Regions from separate parts of the Anas platyrhynchos genome. Here region 2 is linked to region 1. Evidence: chromatin contacts called from public Hi-C data. All regions are on one chromosome and are shown on one strand. The core of a region is the stretch at or near the end of the contact, and the rest is flanking DNA. Distances in the headings are between cores, read along the strand shown. Region 1 holds the start of INPP5A (inositol polyphosphate-5-phosphatase A). Region 2 overlaps INPP5A (inositol polyphosphate-5-phosphatase A).

Evidence for each region. A called contact is a pair of places that touch in the nucleus more often than the background predicts.
Region 2: a Hi-C map of subcutaneous adipose tissue shows a contact between it and region 1, with 2.1 times the contacts expected there. The contact joins the enhancer-like site here to the promoter of INPP5A in region 1. A contact is called at or near these places in 3 of 8 Hi-C or Micro-C datasets (liver, skeletal muscle and subcutaneous adipose tissue).

The regions. Positions count from the first base shown.
Region 1 is chr6:41,135,314-41,138,215 of IASCAAS_PekinDuck_T2T, forward strand. It overlaps INPP5A (inositol polyphosphate-5-phosphatase A), which reads left to right and starts at 1,422. Exons shown (of 16, transcript XM_072039961.1): 1 at 1,422-1,825. The coding sequence starts at 1,751.
Region 2 is chr6:41,204,310-41,207,100 of IASCAAS_PekinDuck_T2T, forward strand. It overlaps INPP5A (inositol polyphosphate-5-phosphatase A), which reads left to right. Exons shown (of 16, transcript XM_072039961.1): 3 at 247-347; 4 at 2,295-2,382. Among named protein-coding and RNA genes, the nearest start is that of INPP5A, 69 kb to the left of the region's middle. Within about 2 kb of position 1,477, at least 1 of the 8 cell types and tissues checked has an H3K27ac peak or open chromatin away from gene starts, as enhancers often do. A contact at or near this core is called in subcutaneous adipose tissue, where this site is marked.

The DNA.
Region 1 (2,902 bases), core at 172-2,671:
ATCATCTATTAGACCCTTTGTCATTCCACCTGCATGTCCTGCCTGAGAACCTTTCCCACAAAGGGGACGCCTGTCAGGGCTCCCCAGCCCAGTGCCAGGGGACAGGACCACCTCCTGGAGCAGGCTCAGCAGTGCTCATTGCCCCAGCTGCTGGTAGCACAGAACTGATACGTGATGAGCATCGCCACGGTACGGCAAGGTCGGCACCTCCCTGGGTCAACAGTACCTGACTGTTCGCTGTGGCACGCTGCAAGGGGTTCTGCCTTGCCTTTCCCAAGCAGCAGCTTTCACACAGGTGTCTGCTCACACCCCTGCTGCCTTGGTGGTTGCCCACCCTGTTCTCCACAGCTCCAGCAGTGCCGCTCACCCCAGCCCCTGCTCCTGAAGCGCCCGTGGGGCAGGGCCTGCCGTGGCTGGCACGCTCCTGAGACCTGTCCTGTGTGACTGGGTGCTGTCAGCTCGTTTTATGCTTGGATTGTTGCTGGGATCCCTTCCTCTGATGCCTTATTTCATGGACCATATTTTCTAGGGGAGCGTGGTTCCTCCTGTATGGTCAGGAGTTTGGGGCGTTTTTCCCTGGCCCTTGGCTGGTAACTTTGATTGCCATAATGATGTGGAGAATCCCCCAGCACTGGAGGCTGGCTTTATTTAGCTCTTTTTCATTTTCCTCAGTGCTGAGGAAGTCGTGCAGCCTCGTGCCTTTGCTGATGTCAGCTGGAGCAGTTGGGTACCAGTTCCCTCTTTGCCTGCTTGCCCTGCTTGCAAACTGGCTATTTTCTGGTCGTGTCTGACCCCATCCTTTGTGGCCAGCAGGAACGGCTGGGCTGGGCTGCCGAGAGCAGGGAGGCTCACTGACTGACCGTGAGCAGGCTCTGCCAGTTACTGTGTAACATGCCGTAACTTTGCACGAGCCGTACCCGAAGGCTGATGAGGAGAGGCGTTTATCTGCCCGCTGTTTGGAGCTGTGTTTGTGTGCAGCCCCTCGGGTGGGATGCGGTGAGGGGGGGTCACGGCCTTTTTGGGGAGCAGCACGTGGGGCAGGAGCAGGTTCCTGGCCGTGCCCCGCTGCTCAGCGCTGCCGGGGGCGCTCCGTCCCGGCGGTTCCCTGCTCCCCGCTGCCCAGCCCTGGCCGGGGGCTGCGGGACCCCCCGGGCCGGGCCGTGCCGCGCTGCCCCGCGCCGCCTCCCGGGGGCGCCTGGCGGTGCCGGCGTTGCCCTTTTAAGAGCCGCGCGGGGCCGCGGTGACGTCGCGGGCGCCCGGCCCCAGCCCCGCAGGCGGCAGCGGCGGCGGCAGCAGCGCGGAGCGCCCAGCCCGGCACGGCCCGGCCCGGCCCCGCCGCCGCCCCCCGCGCGGCCCAGCCCGGCCCAGCCCCGCCGCCCGCCCCGTCGCGGCCGCCCCGCCCCCCGCCATGCGCCGCGGCCCGGCGCCAGCCTCCGCCGGCGGGAGCCGTCCCGGCAGCAGCGCGACGGCGGCGGCGGGCGAGCGCTGAGCGCCGCAGCCCCGCAGCAGCCGCAGGGCGCCCGGCCCCCGGCGGCGGCGCGGATGTCCGCGGGCTGCCCCCGCCGCCAGGACTCGCCGCCGCCGCCGCCGCCCGCGCCCCCCGCCCGCCCGCGCCGCGCCGACGGGGCGGGCCCGGCCCGGCGCCCCGCTCCCCGCAGCGCCCCGCGCCCGCCCCCGGGCTCCCCGCAGCGCCGCCGCCGACACCGGGCGCGCTCCGCGCTTCCGCCCGCCCGCCGCCAGCGCCGGCGCCATGGCGGCCAAGGGGGCCGCGGCCGGCGCCGGGGTGCTCCTGGTCACGGCCAACGTCGGCTCCCTCTTTGACGACGTGAGTACCGGCGGCTCGGGACGGGACCGGGACGGGGACCGGGACGGGGACCGGGACGGGGCAGCGCCCGCCGCAGCGCCGCTTCCCGGCCGCCGCGCCGCGGTCCTAGCGCCCGCCGATCCCCGGCACGGCTCGGCCCCGGCGGCGGCAGGTGCGGAGCCCGCGGGAGGGGCGGCCCCGGCTGTCGCGGGCAGCCCGGCGGAGCCGCACGGCACGGCCCGGCCCGGCACGGGGCTTCGCCTGCCTGGGGCGCGCGCCCGGGACCGTCCCGCAGCCGCCCCGCCGAGCCGAGCCCCTGTGCGCGGAGCCGGTCCTACCGGGCTCCCGGTCCTGCCGGGCCGCGGCGGAGGAGCCCCGCTCCCGGCCGCCCCGGTACCGGCCCGCACGTGCCCGGCTCCAGCGGGGCCTCGGGGCAGGGGCTGCCTGCGGGCCGTGAGCCGGGTGGGGAGGGTGGCGGGGAAGGCGGTGAAGCAGCCATCTGCCAGCTACGGGAGCGCTCGTCCCGCTGAAATGGGAAGCCCGCAGCTCGCGGTGCCCACCCGCAGCGGGGCTGCGCGGTACCGGGGTGCTGCTGCCTGCCCCGCACAGCCCCGCGGCGCTGGCCCCGGCTGCCCCCCGAGGCAGGGCGCCCCGGGCACTGCTCTGCTCTGCCCCGCTCCTCGGCGTGGCTGGCGGTGATAAAGCCGCTCCGGAGCACTGTCATTTGCGAAATCCCGTGCTGTGAGAGTAAATAATTTCCTGGTTGTTCCTAATTGCTGGTTGCGCCTCGCTAATGCTGCTGGAGAAAGGGAAGTGCGTGCGTTGTTCATCGCTCGGCATGCCCAAAGGGGGGGACGCCCGTGCTCTAGCAAGTTTCTGCCTCGCGCCGAGGAACACGCTTTCTGCAGCAACAAAGACGGGCTCATCTGGACGTGTTCCCTGCAGGGTGGGGAATGGAAAGACTGCTCTGAACTTTGTTGGTGATGTTCCTGGTTTGTTGCTGGTGGAGTTGGGGCTGGGACTGCCCGGTCAGGTTTCTGGAGCCCTGCTGATGCAGCGCAGGCACGATGCAGCAGACGGTGCCGTGCTCCGTGTGCT
Region 2 (2,791 bases), core at 227-2,726, 69 kb after region 1:
TGCTGAAGGGCCCTAGAGGGGAAAACTTAAAGCATTTGAGATTATTATTGTGTATTATAAATCTTTTATGTGTACTAACAAGTGATGCTCCACTTACTGCTTATTACTGCTCTGCCAGTTGCTTCTCAGATAATAGCTGATATTCCTACTTTCAGAAAGAACACATCTGGATTTAGATCACTTGTTCTGTCTGTTAACAGTTGTGAATGCATTTTTTTTAAAGATTTGTTTATCTGTTTGTTTCAGGTTGTACATACACACAAACCCCACTTCATGGCTTTACACTGTCAAGAATTTGGAGGAAAAAACTATGAAGCTTCCATGTCTCATGTGGACAAGTTTGTTAAGTAAGTAGCTGGAAAGTTGCTTTGTATTGCTAGTATATTATTCCAGGCAGAAGTCATTAAGTGTGCAGAGTATTTCAAAGTGTATAGACTGAAATTTTGACGTCATATGACCTTGCAGGAGGAAGTTACTAGGCAAATGTGCTTCTATGCAGTAGTTGGGGTAGATGTTTCCCAGCGCCTTCTCATAACAGTGATGTTTTAAATAGCTGGTGACACTGGGAAATTGGTGTGAGTTGGACAGAAGTTGATATAAGGCAAGCAATACTGAAAGCACAATTGATTGACAAAAATATGCAACGTTTATAAATCAGGGTGAATAGAGTTCTAACTTGAGCATTTAGTCGGAAGGAATCCTGTCAAAATCATCAGCAAATCTAAGGTGCAGAGTTTGAGGAAGTAAGAAATAAAAGTCAGAAATAAGTTATTTGTTACGTGTGTAGACTGGGGATGAATCTTAAGGCAAGACTGTATTAATTTAACATTCAGTAACTGCTGTTGCTGCAGCTCCATTAGAAAGTTCTCTGTAAATGAAATAATTTTCTATAACAATACTTTATGGATGCAGAGTTAGAAAATATGGATCAAAAAATTAAGTCACTGAATTTAAAATCCTCGCCTGTTCGCACTCGCTCCTAGATGCAGGAGGCAGCAGTGCTCCAAGCCTCCTGCTGAAGTAATACAGCCTGTTGGTTATGTGAGTGATGTCAATAGCTCCGGTAGTCCTTTCTTTGCTTTTTCTTTATCCCTCTTTCTGGTATTCAGAGAGGTGCCGTGTATGCTCGCAGAGGGTTTTTACAGTGGGCACATGTGATGTAATTAAGCGTGAGGATGGGGCTCGTGGCGCCCGGCAGTGACAGCGGTCCAGCAGTGCCCTCTGCTGCTCCTCTTCTGCGGGCTGCGCCAGTGGCTTGAGGAGTAAATGCCACCGAGGCAACCCTGCATTTGTAACGTGTACGTGTTGCATAAGTTTGTGTAAAAGCTGTCTTTCTTTTCTTGACACCTGGTCAATTTTACGCATTTACAATGAAATCATGGTTTGAAATGAGCAGACTCTCTAGCATGTGGGCTGATGAAGTGCGGTGTTATTGCGTGAGTTCACATGCCAGGTTGTCGGCTCTGTTTGTGCCAGGCAGAGGGGGAAGGAGAGAAGTGTCTCGGGCCCCTCTGCTCGCTGGGGGATGAAGGGCCATCGTCCCCACGGCTGCTGCGTGCCAGCCCGGGCAGGGGGCAGCAGGGAGCTCCTGCAGGCACCTCGGAGCAGCCCACCCACCTGCTCGATGTTCCTTTCTCGGAGCATGGCTCACCAAGTCTAGCACAGAGAAAATCACCCTTTGGGTCCCAAGGCTCAGCAAAAGCCTGCCTGACTTCCAAAAGATAGCTGTACCAAGGGCTTGTTTTGCGGCATCAAAATTCATCTGAATACTGGAGGCTTGTGTCCCTTCACACTCCCTGACCACCTTCAGATGAGCCTCATTTTCTGAAGTCACCTATAAGAGCACCTGGACCAGCATCATGTACCACTCCAAGGCACAAATGGCAAAGTCCTCAACGTGCTGCTTTTAGAAAGCCAACTTCTATCAAGTCAAAAGACTGCTTTCACCCTGCAAGTAATGGAGTTGAAAAAAACAAAGCTCTTAAGGTTGAGATCATGGGGTGGTTAGCACGAGTTGCCCAATTTTATGTAATTTTCAGATGTCCAGAGACTTGAGTCCTTCACGACTGTGTCCAAATGGCACTTAGACATTTTGGGATTTTGTGTTGAAAGTGGAGGTGATGTTCTCAGCATGTAAGCAAATGGCCGTACCACAGGAAACTTTTATTCCAATATGGGTTGGAAGCCAGCAGTTCCTCTGTGTGTTATTGAGGACATTTCAGTACAGAGAATGATGCTAAGGCAAGATAATATGTTTGCATGTCCTTTCATATTTTCAATCTCTTGTCTTCTAGAGAATTATTATCAAGTGATGCAATGAAAGACTACAACAGAGCTCGAGTTTACCTGGATGAGAACTATAAATCACAGGAACATTTTACGGTAAGTTTCTTTATTAAATAAGTTTAGTTCAACAGACAGTGATTTTATTCTATTAAACTGTTGAGGTTTTTAGGTTGGTGTGTGTATGTGAGCAGTTTACATCATGATGAGGATTACATCTTTACTAAAAGTATTTACTCTAAGTTATGTAAATGCTGCTTTCACAGAAGTGCATCCATTGAAAAGTACATAGAATAGTATGATTCACAGAAAGCCTTTTCTTTTGTTTAAAATGATTGTCTATTTTTTTTTTATAACAACCTTCTCGGTGGATCAGAATTACCTGCTGTTGAAGAAGCTGTTTGACTGTCTGACAGTTAGGTGGTGCCAGATCTGGAGCACGATTAGCTGGGAGCAGAGCTCGCAAGTAGTCCAGACTTGTTGCAGATCCCTAGAACTGATTCACAGA